Linked DNA regions of Mus musculus: region 1 is linked to region 2. A link is a contact called in public Hi-C data. All regions are on one chromosome and are shown on one strand. The core of a region is the stretch at or near the end of the contact, and the rest is flanking DNA. Distances in the headings are between cores, read along the strand shown.

What was found. Hi-C and Micro-C count contacts between places; a contact is called where the count stands out from the background.
Region 1: a Hi-C map of uterus shows a contact between it and region 2, with 2.4 times the contacts expected there. A contact is called at or near these places in 12 of 484 Hi-C or Micro-C datasets (the HL-1 cell line, Sertoli cells, cerebral cortex and 4 more) and 1 of 130 datasets of targeted methods (embryonic stem cells).

Annotation. Positions count from the first base shown.
Region 1 is chr19:24,087,683-24,093,188 of GRCm38.p6, reverse strand. Gm41824 (a long non-coding RNA gene) reads right to left here. Exons shown (of 3, transcript XR_877775.1): 3 at 2,424-2,957. Among named protein-coding and RNA genes, the nearest start is that of Gm41824, 9.5 kb to the right of the region's middle.
Region 2 is chr19:23,861,039-23,866,872 of GRCm38.p6, reverse strand. All of the region lies in intron 1 of Apba1 (amyloid beta (A4) precursor protein binding, family A, member 1), which reads right to left. Among named protein-coding and RNA genes, the nearest start is that of Gm34076, 54 kb to the left of the region's middle.

The DNA of each region.
Region 1 (5,506 bases), core at 1,474-3,973, 230 kb before region 2:
TGAAGACAGCTACAGTGTACTTACATATAATAAATAAATAAATCTAAAAAAAAAAAAAAAAAAAAAGAAAGAAACAATTGGGGAACAGGACCTTAGCATAAGAACCGCCCACTACAGTGCTGGGTTTGTGCTTCTGTTCCCTATTCACGTTTTATCAAGAATGTTCTTTCACGCAGTGAAGAGCTCCGGGCCCGTCGTGACTCATCACCACAGACTAATTTTGTTCACTTGCTTCATAAGTGAACGCTCACCTATTGATCAGTTTGACTATGTTTATTTCTCTATCATGTTAGATGCGCTCCTTTTATCTAAGCTGTGCTTTGTGTGCCAGCCATCACGTCAGCCCTCCAGCAGGTAGATTCTCAGCACTGGAATTAGCAAGGTGAAGTGGTGGACTTTTAAGGCTTGTGTTTACTACTAGGTTGCTTCCTAGAAAAACTCAGCTGTGTGACAGTTTAGGAATTTAAGCTCTCCTACAAAACCTGTATATGTTCCAGATGCATGAGAATGCTTGAGCCCCCGCACACTCCTGATTTTTGTTTTCCTATCTTCTGGCAAATTTTTTCTCTCTTCTTTGTCAGTTCTAAAAGCCCCTGTGATGGCTAATCTTAGTTGTCAACTTGACATACTTGGGAAGAGAGAACCTCAAAGAATTGCCTCAGCCAGCACGCACACGCCTTTAACCCCAGCACTTGGGAGGCAGAGGCAGGTGGATTTCTGATTTCGAGGCCAGCCTGGTCTACAAAGTGAGTTCCAGGACAGCCAGGGCTACACAGAGAAACCCTGTCTCGAAAAACCAAAAAAGAAAAAAAAAAAAAAAAAAAAAAAAAAAAAAAAAAAAAAAAAAAAAAGAATTGCCTCTACCAGACTGGCCTGTGCATGAGATCTTGATTGATGATTCATATGGGCGGGTCCAACCTGCCGTGGGCGGGTCCAATCTGCTGTGGGCGGGTCCAGCCTGCGTGGGCAGTGCCATGCCTGCACAGGTGGTTCCTGGTTGTATGAGCAAGCTGGCTTAGCAAGCACAAAGGACACAGATCTCCTCGGGGCCACTGCCTCAGTTCCTGTCTCTAGTTTCCTGCCTCGAGCTCCTGCCCTGGCTTCCTGCAGTGAAGGGGTAGAACAGGTGGGCTGAAATAAAGCATTTCCTCTCCAGATTGCCTTTGGGAATTCAAACGAGGACAACCCCATTTACCCTTCTAGGTCTAGTTAATACTTGGCCTACCATAGTGTCTCTGATTTTCCCAGTCAAACTTATCAACTCCTTTAGCAATCGCATGGCTCTTCATGTATGCCCATCCATCTATCTATTTTCAAGAGTAGTCTAGCATGCTAGAATACTTCATACATGTGGCCTTCACTCACACAGAAACATACCATATACATAAATAAAAATATAACTCACAATTTTAAGAAAGGAGATGGGCTGGAGAAGAGGTTGAGCAGTAGAGTGTATGTCTTGCCTTCAGAGCACCTGAGTTCAGTACCCAGTTCCCATATTGGGCAGCTGACATCTGCCTGTAACTCTACTTCCAGTGGCCATTGGTACCCATACAAGTTTAGCATTAACTTACACACACACATGCACAAATAAAAATAATAAAGATTAATTAAAGTAAAATACTCTAATCATCAACCACAGATCTGTTGCCCACCTGTTTCTAATTACACTAAGGAAGGGATGCCTATATTTGCTTTCATGATGACCACAGTTTGTGGGACATATGAAGTGGATAACGTTTATCTTTTATCACTCTTAATAGGAAGTATTCTTCACATGTTTTGAACACTTGCTCCCTAGCTGGTGGCAGTACTAGGGGAGGTGGTGGAAATTTTAGGAAGTAAGATCTAGCTTGAATATGGTTACTATGGGAATGCTCTTGGGAACTGTATCCACCCCTACCTCTTTCTGCATCCTCTGTAGTCTCAGTATTTTTCTGTGTTCCCTGCCTCCAGTGTGCCCTGAAGAAGTCCTGCCAACACACACTCACAGTAGGCGAGGAGCCAGTGGTTACAGCTGATCCCTCTGAAAAGGTGAGTCAAAATACAACATTCTTCCATGACATTGTCTCTGTCAGGCCTTTGGTCAGAACTGTGGGGGAACAAAACCTAACTACAGCAATCTCAAAGGAGAGTAAAGCCGGTAACAAACTTCTTACACTATGTTCATGTCAACTTCAACAAGTGACACAGTAATGATCCACGCAAGATAAGTATTGGCAACCATGTTGATTAAGCCAGTTAAAAGTTTTAAGTCCTTTTTATTGATAGCCAGACCACGAAGAGCCGAGTTGTGCATATGAAATCTCTTGGTACCCAAGTTCAGTGGTACAGAATTTTGTAGGCAAAAAGCCACAGACCATAATTTACATCCAAGTTGGATGAGGGTCAGAGTAACCTTGAAACATTCATTCCTGGCAAAGCATGGTAGTTATCTTAGACGTAACATGCCATTTATCTTTTTACCTATATTTTTTTCTAATTACTTTAGCTTAATTATTTTGGTTAATACATCTGGATGGGTCATGGCCAAGGCCATGAAAATGTCAACTATGTTGCCAAGGCAAATGTGATCACTTCAGGGAGGTCAGAGGGCTGAGAATTGCCTAAGCAAATATAAAATTGAGTCATAACAGGACCGAGTTACCTTAGTCATTTCAACATCAGTTTATGAGCTGAAAGTGATTAGAAGAAGATGTGCAGAAGAACTGTGATGCTTTGGGAGTTGTGGTACATACCCATAATCCCAGCCCTAGGGAGGCTGAGTCAGAAGGTTTGCATGGTTAAGACCAGCCTGGGCTATAAAGTGATCTAATAAACCAATGGGAAAAAAAATAAAACAACTGTCATGAATTTAGCATGACCAGGCAAAGACTGGCTAGTGTGTAGAGTTAGGATCTTCTTGTATCAATAAACTGGGCATGTCAAACATTCTTCTCAGCTCATTATGAGGGGACCTAGAAGTTAAAATATAAGAAAGAACATGAGGAACAGTGTTTGGGTGTGGGAGAGATGGCTCAGCAGTTAAGAACATCCGTGCTCTTGTGGAGGACCCAGCATCCATTATCAGCACCCACAGGGCAGTTCACAAACACCCATAACTCCAGATCTAAGGGATTTATCTGACCCCTTCTTCTGACCTCTGCCAGCACCAGGAGCTAATGACATAGTGCACATACATACATGTAGGCAAAACATTCATGCACAAGATACATCTAAAAGAAAAAAAAGAAAGGAAAAGACTGGCATATGAATGAGGTACATTCAAAATTACTTAATCTCCTACAGAGCAGTAAGTGAAAACCTCTGTGAGTTATCTATTCCACCAGACAGAAACTAGGCATGCCTTTCAGACAAACATCTGCACACCAGTGTTTAGATTTAGAAACTTGGATCAATGGTGATAGCATCCGTCCATCACTGTGTGAGTCATTATACTGAGTAATCTCACATGCTATTTTGTGGCTCGTTATAAAAAAATCAATCTTTACATTTGGATTATAGCAGGAAGGAGTGTTAATTAGAAACGCTTACTGCATGCTTCTGTCAATAAACGTAGACATTGTAGACTGGCAATGACTTATTCTCTGCCTTTGAGAAGTTCACATTCTAGATGCTTTTGCTTGCATTATTCATTAGAGTGTGGGATTTTTCTGGTCTGAAAACTTGCCTTGGTCTATAGCCATGCATAGTAGGGTCCAGAGCAGTTTCTGGCTTCTGAGTTTAATTTCCCATCTCCTCATCTAGCAGTCTTTTCTAGAGAGTTTCTTGAAATGGTGTGTTGAACCTATTGTATAGTTTTCTCCTTCAAGAAATTGTAAGGCATTAATGTGCTTTAGAGAACCTAGTTTATAAAATGGCAGAAAGTAATTTTTAACAGCCACGGAACAAATCTCATTCAGGAACAGGAATTTCTTGGCCTCCATGGAACAATGAACTTTACAATGACGGGCTGGTGAGATGGCTCAACAGGTACAGGTACTTGATGCCAAATCTGATAGCAGTTCCACCTCTGGGTCCCATGTGGTAGAAGAAAGAGAACCAACTCTCACAAATTGTCCTCTGGCCTTGCATATGTGCTGTGGCTCACACGTGTGCTCACAAGTATACACAAAATAAATGCAAAGACATTTTAAGGATTAATTTTAACTTTAAGCATATGGGTGTTTTGCCTACATGCATGTTTGTGTATCACATGCATGCAGTGTCTGAAGAGGATGTCAAACCCTTGGAACTGGAGTTATAGACAGTGGTCTACCATGTTGGTTCTGGGAGTTGAATCAATCATCTGAAAGAGCAACAAGTGCTTTTAACCATGGAGCCATCTCTTAAGCATGCATATATACATATACACATGCACACACACATACACACACACATACACACACACACACACATACACATACATATACATATGTGTATATGTGTATACATGTATACATGTATATGTGTATATGTGTATGTATATATACACACACATATTACTGAAAAATCAAATTTTAGATAACAACCAAGATTTCTTTTTCTTTTACAAAGGGTAGACTAGGTAGTGCTGAATGTGTGTTTTTTCACAGTAGCAGCAGGCTAGAGCTGAGTGGGTAGTGTTATAAGCCAAGGCCTTGCCCAGACTCCTTTACAGAGCTGTATAGACAGATAAGGCCAGACTTGCCCACACTTGTTCACCTCTTTCTATTTTCTTCTATTGCCTTCCAGTGCCAAGCAGTGAATAGCATCCACGTAGCCACAGGGAAGCCAGTGTTCTGAACACACACACACACACACACACACACACACACACACACAAGCAACAGTGTACCTCTCTGGGAAAGTTCCCAGCATTCTCACAAAAGAAGCCAATACCTCTCGTCTCTGAGTGCTGTACTTTAGATGTGTTGGAATGAGAAATAGAGATAGGGTGGGCAGCTGCAGTTGATCCTCTGTATCTATGGATTCCACACTTTGGGATCCAACAAACCACAGATTGAAATGTTTGTTTGTTTGTTTTAAATTTTAGGGACCAGCAGTTAAGAGTTCTTGGTGCTCTTGCAGAGGACTTGGGTTCAGTTCCCAACACCCATATGGGGGTTCACTACTCTCTGTAAATCTAGTCCCAAGGGATCCAATACCCTCTTTGGCCTCCTCTCTCTAGTATCTGGCACACACATGATGCACATATATAAATGCAGGCAAAATACATACTTAAAACAAACATAAATAACTAAAAAGTAATAATACAAAATTTTAAACCAATGCAGGTATGCTGGTGTTTGCCTAAAATAGCAGCACTTGATTCAGGCTAACCTGGGCTACACAGTAAGCTCTACTTTTAAAAACTAAAACTAAAAGACAGACAAGCAAAACTAAACCAAACCAAAGCCCAATGCAGTAAATATTTATGTAGTATTATGTTGTGTAGGAATTTTAAGTCCTCTAGAGATAGTGTCAAGAATAGAGAGAGAAGCACAGGTTATTGCAAATGTTGTGGCCATTTCATATAAGGGACGTT
Region 2 (5,834 bases), core at 1,418-3,917:
CAGCTCTAGGTCACTGCTGGCCTTCAACTTTACTAGAAGGAAACTTAGAAGCGGGTAGGTTGAGTGAAGTCAAGTGAGTGGTGAGGCTGGGGTTTGAACTTGTCCACTCTGGCTTGTTCCTGAATTCTGCACACTGCAGCCACGTGCTGCTCTGCTATCTCGACAATGTCTAGCTCTTTCTGCTTAGCCCAGTGTGCTAATTAGATGTCTCGCTCATTACAGTTTGCATCCAAAGGAGTATTTCACAAACACTTCAGAAAATCACATTAGTTTAGATCCAAATAATTTGACATGCATTTCATGGATCCTAAACTCCATTTCCTTCTGGATGAAACAGACATAGATCAAATGCCCATGTCTGTCACAAGAATAGAACAAGGAGAGGTTTCTAGGGAGCCAACCCCCTGCATCAGAAAAGCCTATGCCAATACTGGCTTCTACCGCCCTCACTGGATTTTGATTCTGAAGCCGAATGGGCCTTTCCTTTTGCAGCATCTATGAAAAAAGCTGGTGAAATGGGGAAGTCAGTCCTTTCAGTACTCATAGCACCTTTAAGGGATATTTCTGGAACCCTCTGGAAACACTTGCTCACGTTTCAACCACCACCACAGAAATTACAAGTCATGCCTAAATATTCCTTATGGCAGGTGGCAGAGGCTCTTTGCTTCCCCGCCGCTTGTTGGCTGAGTTTCTGCTACTCAGTGTAGCTGAAAATAATACAAAAGTAGTCGATTTCAACACCCTCTAAGATTCAGAACAGACATTCTAGCACTCCGTTATACGTATGCATCCAAAAGGCTGCCATATAGCGAAGTGTCTTTAGACAAGTTCACAATGACACAAGCAAAGAGGGTATATATGAAAATAAAATTCACAGAAGAGCTTCCTGTCAGCCAGCATCCAACCACAGTTTCTTGGCCCATGCCTCACCTGACACACAGGGGTTCTTAAATCTTGTGCACAGTAGGACTGCCCAAATAAAAATGTCCCTACTATAGTGCCCAGTGTTAACACGGTACACGATGACGATAACTACAAGATATAATCAATTTAAAAACAGGACTTTAAAGTGCCCGATTTAGCATCAGCCCTCATCTTCTAGGGCATAGTACTGACTCAATCTTCAGAGAATGGTGCCCAGGTACCTGCTGCAAATAAAGTGATGAATATGAACGTCCACCTTCCTGTCTGTCCATTCTCACCCAGGCCTGGGTGCACAGCCTAGAATCCAATGTGAGGCTCTTTAGTCAGCCTCCAAGACACCTGTGGGGGCTCCGCAGCTTACTGCAAGTCTCCGGTCTCTTCCTCTGTACCACCCTCAGTACTCTAAGACTGGCACCTGCCCGCCTTGTTCATTCCGCCTACACTTAGTCAGCTGACCCATCAGGGGTCTTTCTATACAAATTTAGGAAGAGGATTAAGATCTCACTTCTCATTGGCTGAGTTTCTGAACAGAACAAAACCCACAAGGAGCTGTACTTTATCCAGGTACACAAAATGGGTTTGGTGGGTGTGCTACCAGGCACAGAAGTGCTAAAAGAGAAAGTAAGGGCAGGCAAGAGGAGCCCAGAACAAACAAAACAAAACCAACCCCGAGCCTGAACCCCAATCCCAAACTGTCCAGACCTGCCAGCAGCAAGAAGTCTGGCCCCTCTGATGGCTAGGCTGCAGTTTGGCTCATGGGACCCATAAGACACCTGCATATCCTTCAGGTATCTGCTTTCTGCTCTTCCTTCCTCTACACTATTTTTTTTTTTTTTGAGCTGGTCCTATTGCAAACAATAATTCTAAGCATTAGAAGCAGGAATGCAAGGTCTTGGTGGGCGAGAAACAACCTCGGATGCCCTGGGAGATGACGTCAGACAGACACAAAGCTTTTACATCTTTTTGTTCTTGTTCTTTGCCACGTCTTTGATGGGGCTCTCCCCTCTGAGAACACAGCAACAGCAGGCACTAAGCCCCTGCTAGAATTCATAACCGTTCTAAACTCCAACCCACAATGGTTATTCTACAGCCTCCTGGCTCCTGCTATTTTGGGCTCATCCCTTAAATGATTTTTAGATGCTAGAAAGAGAGTTTGAAAACAGGATGTTTAAGCCAATTAGCTTACCGCTGGGTGACCTTCAACAAATTGGCTTTTAAATGTCATGGAAGACCCAGGTGGAAGTCACCTCTTCAGTGGAAATAAGGAACATGTGAAGAGACAGCGAGGCTTCCGCTGGTGGGAACGTGTCTTTATCCTTCTGGGATTTATACATTTTCTGATGTGTGATGAATTTTGAAATTGGAAAGATAAATCTACTGCCTCCCTCCCGTCCCCTAGAGCTGAAGACGGAACTCAGGGCCTTGCATTTGCTAAGTAACCTCTCTAGCACTGAGATAAGTCGCCAACCCCAAGTTAAATTTACTTTAGAAGTTCACAGTTTGGACTGAGAATTCTTCAGTTCAGCAGTACGGGAGTGTCATTTCTATTTGGGGGTAGTGTGGGTACCTTTTGTCCTAGATTCTATTTGATCATTATGAAAATCATTGTTTGGCCTTTCAGACAAATCCCCAAGACTTAGAAAAAGTGTAACCTTTCTGACCAGCTCATTCATTTACTCTGCTGTGACATAACTGGCCAGCTCATGCTGCAGGCTTCCTTTCCTGGCCACAGTTCTATTCCTTGAGGAATTGCTCTATGGGGCATCCTGCCCGGGCTGCTGTGGTTTAATTACAGTTGGAGACTTTGAGTAGGGAACTGGGGAGACTCTCACTTAATAGATCACTTGTGCGGCCAAGCATGAGCAGGGAAGTTCGTCTTCTTCCAGCCTTGCATTCACAAGCTCTGGTGTCTTAGGACACTGCCAGTAGGTTCAGCTTTGAAGTCTAATAAAGCAAATGGAAGTTGATAAAAAACAAACTGGGCATGGGAGCTGACACCTGTAATTCCAGCACTCATGCAAGCTGGAACAGGAGGATTGCTGCCAGTTCACAATCTGACTGGGTTAAGGTGTGACCCATGGATTATGGACATCGATGGTCTAGATGTCCATAGGAGGCCCCCTGTGAACATGGCCCATCGTCTTTGAGCTCACATGAGCCCAAAATAAACCTGGATTCTCTTACCAAAGAAGGATAATTATAAAGAGAAGAATGAATCGCTTATGTCAGCAACAGAATGCTAATAGAGCTTCCTCCCTCCCTCCCTCCCTCCCTCCCTTCGTTCCTTCCTTTTTTCCCCTTCCTTCCTTCCTTTTTTCCCTTCCTTCTTTCCTTTGTTTTTCTTCCCAGAGGGTCTCACACCACAGCCCATACAGATCATGAACTGGCAGCAATCCTCCTGCTCCAGCTTGTATGAGTGCTGGAATTATAGGTGTCAGCCACCATGCCCAGCTTGTTTTTATAAACTTTCCATTTCCTTATCATACTTCAAAGCTGAGCCTACTGGCAGTGTCCTAAAACATCAGAGCCCACACAGCCTTGGCCAGGCTGGTGAATGCAAGGCTGGGAGAAGACAGCTTTTCCTGCCTGCTGTGTGTGCTTGGCCACAGGAGTTGCCTTCCCAGATATACCCACCATGTGGGGTTCCTTTCAAGGAAAGACCTGTGAAGTGCTGGGCTAGGCAGAACAACAGCCACCACAGATGTCCACATCAAATGCTGGGGGCCAATCACGTGCTGCCCTGTACCACACAGGGCTTTTGTAGTTTGGGAGAAGGGAGTAGATACTGAGATGAGATTATCCCAGATTATCAGGCTGGACCCAACCTAATAACAAGCCCTTGAAAGGGGAGGATTTTTCCAGCTGTGTCTGAGTTAGAGACCAAAGAAAGAGCAGAGGTTTGCTGGCCGAGGCTAGCTTGACCCACAGCTGACCGGGAGGATAGAGGAAGAACATCAGGTCAAATGTTATAAACATCTGACTATTGCCCTCTGCTGACAGCCACCAGGAACTGGGGACATTAATCCTACAACTCCAGCAACTGAGTTCTGCCATCCAGAACAAGCAAAGAAACAGACAGACCCTCCCTGAAGCCTGCAGCCAGGAGCAGAGTTCCCAGCTATGACTCTGTGGAGCCCGTGTCAGGTTCTGGTTTGGAAATCGATACATTTGCCATGTTCCAGTCTTAAGAACATAGTCAATTGTTACAGAGGCACAGGGAATGAATACACACGGGCCGGCAGGAACTATTTTGCCTATTAGGTGCCTGGGGATAAGGAAATGCCCCTGGATCTGCACAGAACAAGCTAACGGGGGGAGAAAGCTCTCAAAGGGTAACAGGAGATGCATTGCTTAAGATGAAAGGAGGTCCAGGGCACCTGAGTAAGTTTCTTGCTATGTCTGAAAAATAAGACAGGCACTGCACATATTTGTTCATTGAATAGCTACCATCTGGGGTACACAGAGGGCTCAGGCCCAGGGCAGGCAGGTGAGTTAAAGGAGCCGTGATGCCTTGTGTGTGGGGACTAGAGGGAACATAACCATGCCAGAAGCTTTTCAAGTCAATTTGAGTTAAAGCAAGGCACCAGGCGAACAGTTCTAACAAGAGGCTCAACAGAGCTGCAGGACTATCCGTCATTTCTGCCAGGGCCACCAGGAGAGCAAGAAACCAGAAGATAAAGTAGGGGGTGAAGGGGGAAGCCTGGAAAGGTACCCAAAAGAATACAGAGGAGGAGAGCGGAAACCAAACTGCAGGAGAGAGAGGGCGTGGCCTCGCGGAGGCTGCCTCTTTCCGATGATGTCCGACTGGGTCTGCCACGCACAGATGCCCCAGTTAGAAACTCCTGTTCACCCACCCCACCCCACCCTTTGTCTCCTTTGAGGCAGACAAGGTCATCCACTTCAGATCAATCTGGACAAGAAGAAGCGGACATCTCTTTTTGTCGCGGAAACAGTTGGCGAGACAGGAAGGCGGTGGAAGCCCTGAAAGGCCTGAGGTTGTGGGCACAAAACCTCCCAAAGGAAGAGCAGAGACGCTTGTCTTCATGGAGGGCAGAGTGAAAGAGAGCCCACGTGGAGCCCTAGGGACAGCTTCAAAACTCTACGAGGCTAAGCGTAGAAAGGGAAATGAGTTATCCTTACGCAGCCGCAAGACCACGCTTGGGCTAAGCACAAGCCCCCAGTCTGTCCTTAAGGCAAAAGATGGGGCAACGGTCTCAGCAGCCTGCCAGTCACCTGAGATACTGCCTGAGGGAGGTCAGTAACCCTGGCTCTCACGTTCCTGGTACCTTGGGAGATTTTTGTCTTCTTTCATTCTAGGCCCCTCCCACCCAAGATCCTCCTCAAAGCTACAAATCTCACTTCCCACCAGTTCGATTCACTGAGTCATCACTTCACATCCCACCATGGTATATACATTTTAACTCTCAGGTTCGTCACTACTCAGAAGTGGCCAGGTTTTTGTTAGCGCTCCATAGCCTCAGTAATGGTGTCAGGCCTTGAGACCTCCCCTTGAGATGGATTCCACTTTGGGCCTGTCGCTGGACCTTCTTTTCCTCAGGCTCCTCTCCATTTCCATCCCGGTAATTCTTTCAGACAGGAACAATTATGAGTCAGAGATGTGATTATGGGATGGCAACCCTATTTCTCATTTGATGCTCTGTCTTCCTGCCGGAGGTGGGCTCTATAAGCTCCCTCTCCCTACTGTCAGACGTTTCATCTAAGGTCCCTTCCTTTGAGTCCTGGGAGTCTCTCACCTCTCAGGTCTCTGGTGTACTCTGGGGTCCCCCTAACCTCCTACTTCCTGAAGTTGCCTGTTTTTATTCTTTCTCCTGGCCCTCGGGGTGTCAATCCTTTTTGACTGCCCTCCAAAAGACCCAACAAGCAACTGAAAGAATCAGATGCAGGTATTT